4 separate regions of the Hordeum vulgare genome follow, and regions 1, 2 and 3 are each linked to region 4. A link is a contact called in public Hi-C and HiChIP or PLAC-seq data. All regions are on one chromosome and are shown on one strand. Each heading gives the region's core, a stretch centred on a gene start, on an enhancer-like site or on the middle of the called end of the contact. The rest is flanking DNA. Distances are from core to core; before and after follow the strand shown.

Region 1 (3,103 bases), core at 418-2,917, 220 kb after region 4:
AACATGACTGCCTTGCCGCACGGATCCCTAGATCCGATTCGGCCGGAGTTGTCGTTGGCGGCCGTGTCTCCGCCGCCGGTCCGTTGTTCTTTCGTCTGATCGGAACCTTCTTCCAAGTGTCGATGAAATCTGCGAGTGTGAGTGTCGGCAAACGTTCCTTCGGTAGTGGTCCTTTCCATGGCCGTACCGCGGATGCCGACGTTCGCCGATGTACGATCTAGTGGAGGACCTCCACCATGTCGTCTCCATCATCGCCTAGTCCATCCCAGGCGCAGTTGTTGGGAGGAACGACGCCGTCGATGCATTTTGCAACCTGTTCCTCGGAGTAACCTACCTGAATGAACTCGCAGATCAAGTCCGATGGCGTCGGCGAGGTCACCTCCGACTAGTGGACGTCGTCGTCATCAGCCTCGTCGTCGTCCGCCAGCGCCCAAAACCTGCCACCCACCCGCCTGTGTCCTCCGGGCCGAGGGCCAACGACGACGGCGGGGGCCATCGCAGTCGCCCGTCTAGTCACCCCTCCTAAACTGATGGATCATGTTGGGAAGTAGCTCGAAATTGACGGTGGTCTGAAACAACAAAGAGATTTCTTGTTTGTAGGTTTTTCCATAGTTTAATTCTCTAATTCTATTCTACTAAAAGAATTGCCATTCTTTTCAAATTTTATTCCATGCTTTACCTCTGCATGCTTTTTATTCCAAGATACGATCAATCAATTTCTACCCCCTTTGTTCCATAATTCTTGTCATGATTTTAATTCAAATTTTAACTAAAACAACGACATGAATTATGGAACCAAAGGGATATTGGTTCAAAATAAACCATGATCTTGATTATACATCTGGAGCGAGGAGTTAAAAATTGAGAAGTGACAGAGAATTTAACAATGAAAAGATTATACCAAATCATTCAGGTCAAACACAACACCCGCTAGCTATACATCCACGCTGTTTGTGGGCAAGAAACTATTTTGCAGAAAATAGAGGGGAAGAAACTATAGCTAACTATAGTACAATTATGATTTTTATAACCAACAAACGTCATATTTTTAAGCAATCCCAAGTGAATGCTCGTTGGACTGTCAGATCTCGTTCGAAGGTATAGTAATTACTCTGCGCTGCATAACAAATTTTCTGTCATTTTTTTTGTAGTACGTGGCAATTTTCGCTCTAGAGCATGACAAATCCTGTACTAATAGCATGGCACTTTTACCTGTTTTCATATGGCAATTCTGGACGTTCGCCAGGAAATCCTAAAAATTCGAGTCAGTTTTTGTACAGTCCCTGCATTTTTTTTTGGCGGGTGAGCATTCCCTATTATTATTATGAGATGTGAAGGAAACCTGGATTATGCAAGTGTCTTTTTTGTTGTTGTTGCAAATTGGTTTATACAGGTGTCACGAAGCTGGTCGATCACAAGGACGATCGAACTCCCTCCTATCTCACGACATCTCATCATAAAGACGGTAGGCAGGGTTCCATCGCAGAGATGCCACCCCCTGTCCGTCGTTCTACACGGTAGCACGCCCAAACACAATGCATGTGTGATCTGCGAGGAAAATGAAAAACCATGATGGAGCGTTGATGAGATGACTTGTTCTCTCGCTGCAATGAATAGTAGGAGTGGTCGGCTAGGAGCAGTCGCGGTCGGGTCATGGCCCCGAGCAAATGAAGCCGTCCTTCGCCGCGAAGAATAGATGGGGCGGGTATGGTCCATGATGACCACACGCATTCATGGAGCGAACGCTACGCCATCCCCTTCATCTCTAGCACAAAAATTTCAACAAGTATACCGATTCGATCGGTTTCGGTGGTCACAACACACCTCGTATCACACATTCGATCCGTAATTTTTTATCATGACCCGTAAAAAGACCCCTCCAACCTATATATATGCGGTTTCACTACGCGTTTACGGATTAAACCCTATCCTTCGTTGTTGCAGCTCCGCCGCGATTCAACTCCCACTCCGTCCTAATTTTTCGTCGCCGGCGAGACAAAAAATCACCAGCGGACCGTCTCGATCATGGACGGCCACGAAAATGGAGGGGACGACGCCGAGCGCCATCGCCGATGCACCTCCGATGCAGCACGCAAGCGGGGATCACGGAGGTTGCTGAACTACGGCCGCCGCCGTTTTTCGAACGCCACGAGCTCGAGGAGTACGAGCGCGAGCTCGTAGCTCGACGCATCGGCTCCTCCGGCTCCTCTGCTGCTGGGAGTTCGTCCACTCGCGCCTCGTCCTCGCGGACCATCACTCTGGTGAAGAGAAGGGCGGAGGAGCTCAGGCCGCTCGCCGTCAAGCTCGAGCACGACGCCGGCCAGCTGCGTGGAGGGGTCGTCGGTCAGGAGGACTACCCCCCCCCCCCCGGCAGGAGGATCACCTTATGCGCGTCATCATGAAGCACTCGGTGAGGGAGGCAGCGGAGGACGCCGCGAGCTCGAGATCAAACAGATCTTCCTCGAACAAGGGGTCACCGCGTCGCATGCAAGTGCGTCCAAGGACGGACCTGCGCGTCCTAAAGTCCAAGCAGGAGAAGATCTGGATCGACGTTGACTCTGACGACGACTGAGCTTCTCTAGCTCCCCCGTCGCGTTGTCGCCGCCGCATACATCATTTTTGGTAGCATTGGCTCGGGTATGCTGCATGGCCCGAGATCCCCCCTACCTAGTAGTAGTATGAAAAAATTATGTAGTTTGATGAAGAACTAATGTAGTTTGATGAAGACCGATGGTGTAGTTTGATGAATGATGTAGTAGTTGCTTCCCGCGAACCTTTTCTTAAAATTTTATAATTTCATAAACGAGGTCTGATCTTTGACGCACGAAATAGCTCCACAAAATTGCTCTACAGCGACCTGTAAACCCATTTTGCAGGTCGGTCTTTTACGGGGTTTGCTAGAGTTGCTCTTATCAACTCTAGCCGACCCGTATATCATAGAACGGTATCACACATTTACAGTTCACGAAAAACATTTTTTACGGGTTGTCCAAGGTCGTGGTAAAATAGAACCCGTGTCACAAAATTGTAAATTAAAATATTTTGTTTTACAACTTTGTGATGCGAGTTCTATTCTGCCGCGGCTCTCACCAGCCCGTAAAAA
Region 2 (2,991 bases), core at 330-2,829, 200 kb after region 4:
TGCGTCCGCCGACCAATCTTTTCAAAAGATCGGTCGGGGCGCTAGTCACCAGATCTAGTGTTAAAAAGTGGCTGACGGGTCTTTTGCAATATAGATTATGTTGCAGTTTTTTTTGCAACAGAGAGCATGTTGCGAAAACGGCTGTAGATTTTTTCGTAATAGTATTTGTTATAGAATATTTTCTGCAACAAGGATCGTGTTTCGGAAACACCTGTAGATTTTTTATCACATAGTTGTGTTGCGGATTTTTTTTGCAACATCGGTTGTGTTGCAGGATATTTTTTGCAACAAATTCTTGTCGCAAAATCTTTCGCAACAGAGATTTTGTTGTAAATATTTTGTGCAACATAGCTGATGTCGCCAAAACTTGTGTAAACTGCCATCGTCGTTCCCCGACGTGGTTTGCAATACCGTTGTTATTGCAAGATACGACAAACAGACACGTGGTAAGCAAAAAAAAAGAATGAACACATTTAAGGTTGCATGGATCAAGGGCGATCCAATGGCTACGCAGGTGACGAAACTTCTCGTGCAATCAGCCGATAGAGCATTAGTTTTTCCCTTCCTATAAGACGTGTTGAAAAAACAAAACCGATGCTCTAAAAAACGCTTTTAAAGTATTTTTTTGTTTTTTTGCCACCCCTTATAGAAAAGTTACTTCATGCTGAATTATTGAACGCGTTTAAAACAGTTGTTAATATTGTTTTTTTTTATTTTACTGTTTATCAAGCTGATTTGAGCTCCGGAGGAGAAACTCTGTGTCCCTTGGCTTGGTACTAGTCTAGTGAGTACGTTAATGAAAAATTAAGACTGTGGTGGGTGAAACAGTACGACAAGGATTGCCGAGCCGATACAAGCGATAACGAGACGTGACTAAACCGTCCTGATACAACACATCAGTGATCCGATAATTAGCTAGAACAGGCAGTGAGCTAGAACCCTCGGTGTACTGGGCCGCTACATTTAGGTGAAACCCTCACTATCATAGTACGTGCAGCTAGACTTCCCGGACGTACGCCGTTTAATTACTCCTGTCGACTAACGTAACTGCCACAAGAAAACAAAAACATCATGTTTCCCTGCTTAACACTAACGAACACGTCACTGATCAGCTGCAACGAAAAATACTGCCTTCGTTTCTAAATATAAGTTTTTTTAAAGATTTTACTAAATCTATATATGAATGTATATAGACATAATTTAGATTGTACATTTATTTATTTTGCTTCGTATGTAGTCCTTTAATGAAATATCTAAAAAAATATTCTCTTTGTTTAATTTTTTTTGTCTTAGATTTATCTAGAAATGAATGTATCTAATCACGTTTTTATAATTTTGATACATCCATTTGTAGACAAATCTAAAACAGAAAAAATTGAGGTGGAAGGAGTATTTAGGAAGGGAGAATAGGCAATAGCAGGCCAGCGCGGATGCATGCACGTTCCAGCTCCAGACATGTCGCGCTCGTGCATGCATCAATCATGGAGGGTTTTTAGGCACCGATAGAGTCCATAGCGCACGTTCTCGCTCAATGGAGGCCACGGCGATAAAGCCGGCCGGCCACCGGCTTTAACGCATGTAGTACGACGTTTGGTAGTTAGCTGGTTGGGAGTTCAGCTCGCCCATGGGCATGGCACGCACGCTCGGCTGGTAGGGCGCGCCGCGCGGATCCGTCCCCATCCGCCCGCCCGATCTCCGTCTGGGTAGGTGAACAAAGAATTCTTTCTCGCCTCGGCTACTTATGCGCGGCTGTGCTACACTGCAATTACGTCGACGTAGTACTATACTTACCACTCGTGGAGTGATGATAGAGCGTCTCACGGAGAAACCAAGCCGCAAAAGAAATCTCACTCCGGTGCCATGAGGCGGAAGAGAGGGATCCTCTTTTCAGCCTTTTGTCCCTCTGCTAGGCAGAAATTGCCAATCGAGCTCGAGCTCTCGAGCCTGAAATATGAAAAAATAAAAAAATAATAAATTTTAGATTTAAAAAAGACACACACACATACCTATGTATGTATACTACTTGTCTGTAAAGTTTCATGGAGAAATATATGTTTATGCGAGCTACACAAAAAATGAGAAATCATGCATTTCTTGCACATGTACTATTCACTATGAAAGTACATGCTTTTTTTTGCGCATATCACATCAAAACTTATTTCATAAAAAAATTTACACACATCTAGTATGCATCCATAACTACTTGTGTATTTATTTTCAGATTTTTTGAAACTTAAAAAGTTAAGTTTTGAACTTCTCAAAAAAATCAATCTTCATGGAGCCCGAGAGCAAAAATGCCCCACTCCCCTTCGGGTCGATATATTAGTTGGGCATGAGTTTTTAGGTCTTTGATTTGACTAACAAAACATGTATAATATGCTTCAAAAATTATATGGCTAGAAATGCATTTGACAATGAATCATAAATATAATATATATATATATATATATATATATATATATTCCTAGTTAAATTGAAGGCCTATAAATCCATGACCAACTTATAAACTGAACAGGAGGAAGTAGTATTTTTTTGGATGGCCATGATGATGGTGTCATCTTAAATAAAGATCATCGCACTTCTTGATGGCGCTTGGTGTGGCGTTATTGATGAGCCTTGGAATTTTTTGTTCTGGTCATTCTTAGTCGACTGAGTTGGTTACTTGTGTTGTCTCTCGACGTGGTTTCATGTGCATCGTCGATGATAACATCTTCTTTTTCGACAACAACTTCCTTCCTTTGAGCCTTCGCGAGCAGGGTCACCGGTTTGGTCTCATGATATTAGCATGGTTGTCTACCTAGATCGCTAGAATCATTCAAAAAATACTACTCCCTCCGTTCTAAAATATTTGTCTTAGATTTTTCTAAATATAAATGTATCTAGTCACGTTTTAGTATTTTGATACATTCATTTTTAAACAAACCTAAAACAAAAAAATTGGGATGGAGAGAGTACTTAGTGTAGGGCAACTTGGACATAAAATCGACGCCG
Region 3 (2,774 bases), core at 146-2,645, 180 kb before region 4:
GGGCCTCGGCGGCAAAGGTGGCACGATGTAGTCATCGACCGCATAAAGGGTGAGGGCCTCCGCCGACCTCACCTGGTAGTCTACCTCCTCTGCCTCCGCCTTGCGCCGCTCCTTAATGGAGATATGCATGGCCGTCGCCAGCGCCTCCTGGTATACAGCCTCCTCCCGCTCCTCCTCTTTCGGCCTGACGACGGGCGGCGAGCCAACAGTAGAGGGTTGGTGTGGTGCTCTTGAACACCGAGGCGGCGTTGCTTCTCGTGCTCGAGGGAGAACCACCTCTCCCAATTGGGAGAATCCAGAGCGTACGCCGGCACCCGATGTTGTTCCGACATGAGCAACTCCCGACAACGGCGCACCTCATTGGTGTGTGCCCGCTGCGTCCGCCGCACCGTCGACATCGAGATTCGTTGCGGATCGAGATGCCAGTCGTCCGGTAGGGTGACGTCCGGGTAGGACACCGATTGCATGTACAACAAGTGCCAACGCGTCTCGTGCATCGAAATATGCACGCGCTGCTGCACGGGGCGGGCAGGCGCCGGTGGAGATGGAGGAGGATGCGTAGGGGTGATCTTCCCTTTGCTCTTGTGGGAAGCATTGAAGAACCCCATGACTAGGGTTTGGTTGTCACCGGCGAGGGACCACGCGTGGGGGGGGGAGAGATTTGGACGGACAATGGAAGTGGATGAGCCCCCTCCCCCGTGCGTCCATTAAAAAAAGAACGGCGACGCGGCGGTTCCACCCACTGCTAGGAGGGCCTGAAGTAGGTGGGCGCATTTACTATGACCGCATACAGTGGTTGGTCGGCTGACTTGTGGGGGCGCGACAGACACCGAGGGAACGCGCGACGCATCCGCTTCATGTCTGCGGCAACTCATTTCAGAAATGCCTTGGCGCAGACACGAAAATGACGCATTTTGGGTTTAGGTCGGCGCGTTGGGCCGACATTCTTGTCCGCGGCGACCCAAACGAACATGGACGAAAGAAATGGGTCATCTCGTTCAGGTTGCTCTCACGGCATAACCAATGCACCCCAAGGTGATGTCCCGTATGTCATATAGGATCATAATATATGTCCGGACAGTCTAAAGTGATCCTTAGGAGAAGGCGAGTGCTTCAGAAGAAAAAACATGGTTCTATACAAAAAGTTAAAATAGAAAATAGAGATACATATGTATCAGAGTCCTTTTTCTTTGATGATGTCCATTAGTAAGAGTTCACATTGAAGAGAAAAATATCAATTTAGACGTCTCAATTTTTTTTTGGCATCATGGACATCTGCACCATTGTACATATCCTCGCAGACCAACTTCGTGGGACCGCTTGTCAGCTGGAGCTTCACCCGCCAGAGCCAGACTAGCAAGGCGCTTCCAGCCAACCACGCTCGCACACCGCAGGGTATCCACCCACTCGTGTTTGTGTTGCGTGCCCCGCCAAACACCCCCACTCGATCCGGCTGCGACCGCGACCTCCTCGCCGCCCCCAGCGCCACCGCCGCGCCATGGACCCGGACGCGGTGCGGCGGACCCTCGAACCCACCGCTTCCCCCGCGGACATCTCGGGTTCCACTCCTTACGACTCCTTCGTCATCAGCGGCGTCCGCCTCGAGGCCGCCGAGCACGGCCGCGTCCTCTGCTCCTTCGTCGTCACCCCCCGTATAGCCGTAAGCCACGCGCTCCCTCCCCGCTGAAACCACAAGCGCCAGCTTCCTTGCTCCTTCGGTCTTCACACGCTGACGTGACGGCGCGTGGTGTTTGGTTCGAATTTTGGTGATTCGTTTGCAGAGCCCCCAAGGGTACCTTCTCAGCGGCGTCACGGCATCGCTCGCAGACCAGTTGGGCTCGGCCGTGTTCTTCTCCAGCGGGGTAGGCACGAGCGGGGTCTCCCTCGAGATCAGCGTGTCCTACGTCGACACCGCCGCCATCGGGGTGAGACTTCAATTTCTCTCTCCCTTACTAAGGCTTCAGACACTGATCCTGTTCGTCATCAACATATTTTAGTTTATGCTGGATGAAATTTTTGGTGATGAAACTTTGATTCTGTCAAATTTGACGTGCGATTCGTGCTAGAATTCTGCCCTGTGAACTTGCTGGGGCATTGGACTTGGGGAGTAATTGAGTCGCAATGAGGCTCCTACCATGTTGTTTCTATTCAGATTTCAGAACGCTTTAGGGCGCATCTTATTTCTTAGGCGAGGAATTGGATCTGGTGTTAGTAATTACACTACGTCCTGCTGATAGGGGCGAAGCCAGCCAAAATTCTTTAATGTGGGCATCATATACTACATTGGTTCAACACTAATTACTTTTTGATAAGTAACTTACCATCCGTTTTACGTAATGTTTGGGTCAGCTGACTCCAACACTATAGTGCAGTTTCAGTTGAAAGTCAAAATTAGACTATTGTTCTGGAAGTTGCAATTGGGTATGCTTGTCATGACTTGGGTGTTAGGAACATTTTTATGCCTAGCTGAAGGTGTCACTTAGGTGTCGACTGGGATCTCAGTGGTACCTCCATTGGTATCGTATGTACAACTAACCAGTTTCTGATGGTAACAAGTTGTTGGAACTTGGAAGAAGACTTGATTGAACTGGGGTTAGTTTTGGCAATTACTTTGAACTTGGTGTGAGTTGTTAGAAATTCTTGTTTGCTGCCTCTTTTTCATAATAAGGATTTGACCTGGAGCATAAGCAGTAGAGTGTATTGTGTTGGCATAACAACCATGCAACATTTTTGTACTTGTTCATGAATGATTAGGTATGCTCATAGGTGACAGA
Region 4 (3,088 bases), core at 237-2,736:
AAATAGCACATAAGAAGAATATTGCACCTCAAAAGCTTGAATCGTTTGTGGGAGCAGCGAATCTTCAGTAGTTCCAAGACCAAGCTGGCCATTTTGGTTACGCCCCCAACTAAAACAAGCATGTATCAGAAGTTCAGACTAAGTAACAGTCACTCGAAGATCAGCAAGAGCAATGCAGTGCAGGTATCTTATCAATTGCCGAAAAGTCCTCTCAGCAACACATAGTATCTTTTCCATGTTTTGAAAGGCGGCTGGTACATACTGTTGCTAGCCGTCTTACCTGAGCACTTCACCGGCCATGGTGACGGCCAGGCAGTGGCTATCCCCACAGGCTAGCTGCTTGATCTTGATCCCCTGCAGCGCCTTGACCGGCTGGGGCGTGAAGACGTCGGTGGAGTTGCCGTGGCCGAGCCTCCCGAAATCCCCCCACCCCCAGCTGTAGACCTGGTGCTCGTCCTCGGAGTAGGCGGTGGTGTGGTCCGCCCCGCAGATGACGGACGTGATCCCCGGCGCGTCGAAGCCGCTGATCACCGTCGGCACGAGCCGGTCCTCCGCGTCCCCGTGGCCGAGCTGCCCGTCCTCTCCCCTGCCCCACGTGCACAGCACATTGCCCGCTGCAAAGCACAAGCCGCCGCCGCCGCCGCCACGGCACGGACCCGTCAGCACCACGATCCACACTAACACCTGGACCTGGAAAGAATCCCCGCCCTGTGCGCGCCGAGACGACGCTCGACGAAATGCTCCCCATGCCCGGAAAGAAAGAAAGAAAGAAAGAAAGAAAACGGTCCGTTCGACTTACCGAGGAGGGCGACGGAGTGGCTGGCACCGGCGGAGACGAGGACGACAGCGGGCGGCGCTTCGTCGGCGACGGCGGATAGGGCCGCGTCCATCTGCCGATCGCCGATCTGGGCTCTCGCGGCCACCCGAGAGGGGTGAACTCAAGTGAGCGGATGAAAATATCTGGGAGGCCGCCAATAATTATCGGTAATGATTATGCTAAGCGACACCAAGAATGGCGATGGCTAGGGAGGGAGGGAGCCAGGGAGGCCAGGGGCGGGTTTAAAGCGGGCCGGGACCCGGAGGCGAAGGCGAGAAGGGACGGCGGCCGCGGTGGGACGGGATGGGATGGGATGGGCGACCTGCCGACTGCCGTAATAAATGTGCTAGCTAGCGTACGTACAAGCCCATCCCATGTGACGCTTCACAGCGCGCTCCGGTGACTGTAGTAGTAGAAGCTCGGCGAGATGGATTACCGCGCGTCATTAAGGGCGGCAAAGGTGGACGACGACCGCCTCCCTTTGCTTCTTGGCCGGAGAGCGGGCGGGTGTTTCGCTGACGCGTGGCCTCGTGACCGGTGGTGGTCCAGGCCTGCAGCGGGTGGGTCTGCTCTGCGAGAGGTTGGGGGTTTGGGGAATGGAGACGGAGGCGGAGGTGGAGGTGGAGGAGGACCACTCGTTCGGCCCCGGCGAGTGAAGAGACGAGAGCGCGCGACGTCGCCTTCCCCGGCTTATCTGAATTTTAAACTCGCTGCGCACCAACCCCTGCCTTTTTCTCTCGGCTTCCAAATCAGATGGATACGGTTGCGTCTGGATCATCGCCGTACGGGTACGTTGTATGTATCGTGCGTGCCAGGTTTGCCTTTTTTTCTTTTCTTTTTTAAAAAACTAGTACAAATACCCGTGCGTTGCAACGGGCAAAAAATATCATAAAACCTATTTCATGTGTTAGTATGCGTCATTTATTATATATAGTTTTAATAACCATCATTAATAATTTTAGAACTGAGACATGTTGTGAAAATAACATTTTTTGGAACACATGTTTTTCTGAAATAGAATTTTTGAAACATTGTGATTAATTTAAATGGTCTTTTAAAAAAGTTAGAACGTTTTTTCAGAAAATTTGAATTTTTTTAATAAAAGCATGAACATATTTAAAAGCATAATTTTTTTAGTGCAAGAAGAGTTTACAACACTCCTTATCTTAAAAAGCACACATGCTCGGTGCTAGCACGTATAACAACATCTAGTAGCTTTTGGTCGGTGCAGCCAATTAAAAAAGCATTCCACACTAAGCTATCTCCCACCGCATGGACCTTATCCGCATCACCATTCTTCCAGGCCCTGCTCTCCTTTCTCTTCTTCGTGCTCCAGCCACACACACACCCACGGGAGCGTGAGGTGCTCTAGTCCACTTGGAAATTGGATTGTCCAAATGGTGCACTCCAGAAGAAAGCGGGTGCACATGGGGGCGACTTCTCTGCCACATCGCTGAAGGAATTAGATGGATGGCTAATGAGATTGGTCGGGCCTGCACATGTGGCGGCTGGGTTTGTGGCGGAGGCGTGGCAACGGTGACCGGCGGCTGGGTTTGTGGCGGAGGCGTGGCAACGGTGGCCGGCAGCTGCTTTATGTGGCCGTGCGGATCTGCGCCCAGGCTTCAGGCTCCGGATCGGCGTGGTCGTCGTGTGCAGTCCACCCTCCCACGGCGCCTTGCCGCGGGGCTTCGAGCCTAGATCTCGCTCCCCTACGCGGTCTCTGGCTTGGAGCTCACAAAGTGGAGTGTGCGAGAGGAGTGATTCGGGCAGGAGACTGTTGCGGTTCCTGTCATGGTGCCACTCCAAGGACTCCGCCTGATTGGGGGATGAGGAGCACGACAGGCCGATTGCGGTGCTTGCACGGATGGGTGACCTCCTCGGCCTCGCGTCACCGGTGACAGGGCTGAGCTCCCTTGCGTCCTCGTCGGAAGCAGGCGACCGACGTCCTCCTACGCATACTTGACCCCGCCCCCTCGGCCTCACGTCACCGGCGACAAGGCTGAGCCGAGCTCCCCGAGCTCCCTCGCCTCCTCGCCGAAGCCGACGGCCGGCTGGTCGCCTCCTCGCCAAAGCCGACGACCGGCTGGGAGCTCCCTCGCCTCCTCGGCTCCTCCTGCACATCCTCGCCCCCATCTCCTCGCGCCTGCGCGCCCCCTCCTCGACCCCGCCTCCTCGTGCCCGAGCTGAGATGCCAGCGGTGGGCGTGCGTGGTCTCTGGATAGGATAGGAAGACGTTGACCGCGGGGAGGGGGGATTTTGTAAAAACGAAAC

What was found. Hi-C and Micro-C count contacts between places; a contact is called where the count stands out from the background. HiChIP or PLAC-seq counts read pairs in DNA pulled down with a chosen protein or histone mark.
Region 1: a Hi-C map of leaf shows a contact between it and region 4, with 5 times the contacts expected there. The contact joins the enhancer-like site here to the promoter of LOC123426768 in region 4. A contact is called at or near these places in 3 of 6 Hi-C or Micro-C datasets (leaf and seedling) and 1 of 1 datasets of contacts at active chromatin or transcription factors (embryo).
Region 2: a contact with region 4 is called in a Hi-C map of seedling, with 2.7 times the contacts expected there. The contact joins the enhancer-like site here to the promoter of LOC123426768 in region 4. A contact is called at or near these places in 1 of 6 Hi-C or Micro-C datasets (seedling) and 1 of 1 datasets of contacts at active chromatin or transcription factors (embryo).
Region 3: an H3K4me3 HiChIP or PLAC-seq map of embryo shows a contact between it and region 4, with 2.6 times the contacts expected there. The contact joins the promoter of LOC123426767 here to the promoter of LOC123426768 in region 4. A contact is called at or near these places in 3 of 6 Hi-C or Micro-C datasets (leaf and seedling) and 1 of 1 datasets of contacts at active chromatin or transcription factors (embryo).

Annotation. Positions count from the first base shown.
Region 1 is chr2H:483,372,589-483,375,691 of MorexV3_pseudomolecules_assembly, forward strand. No RefSeq gene overlaps it. Among protein-coding and RNA genes, the nearest start is that of LOC123426769, 130 kb to the right of the region's middle. Within about 2 kb of position 1,668, at least 2 of the 3 cell types and tissues checked have open chromatin away from gene starts, as enhancers often do. A contact at or near this core is called in leaf, where this site is marked.
Region 2 is chr2H:483,344,717-483,347,707 of MorexV3_pseudomolecules_assembly, forward strand. No RefSeq gene overlaps it. Among protein-coding and RNA genes, the nearest start is that of LOC123426769, 160 kb to the right of the region's middle. Within about 2 kb of position 1,580, at least 3 of the 3 cell types and tissues checked have open chromatin away from gene starts, as enhancers often do. A contact at or near this core is called in seedling, where this site is marked.
Region 3 is chr2H:482,973,056-482,975,829 of MorexV3_pseudomolecules_assembly, forward strand. It overlaps LOC123426767 (acyl-coenzyme A thioesterase 13-like), which reads left to right and starts at 1,396. Exons shown (of 3, transcript XM_045110648.1): 1 at 1,396-1,660; 2 at 1,782-1,925. The coding sequence starts at 1,499.
Region 4 is chr2H:483,148,085-483,151,172 of MorexV3_pseudomolecules_assembly, forward strand. LOC123426768 (ultraviolet-B receptor UVR8-like) reads right to left here and starts at 1,487. Exons shown (of 11, transcript XM_045110649.1): 1 at 800-1,487; 2 at 281-614; 3 at 28-109. The coding sequence starts at 890.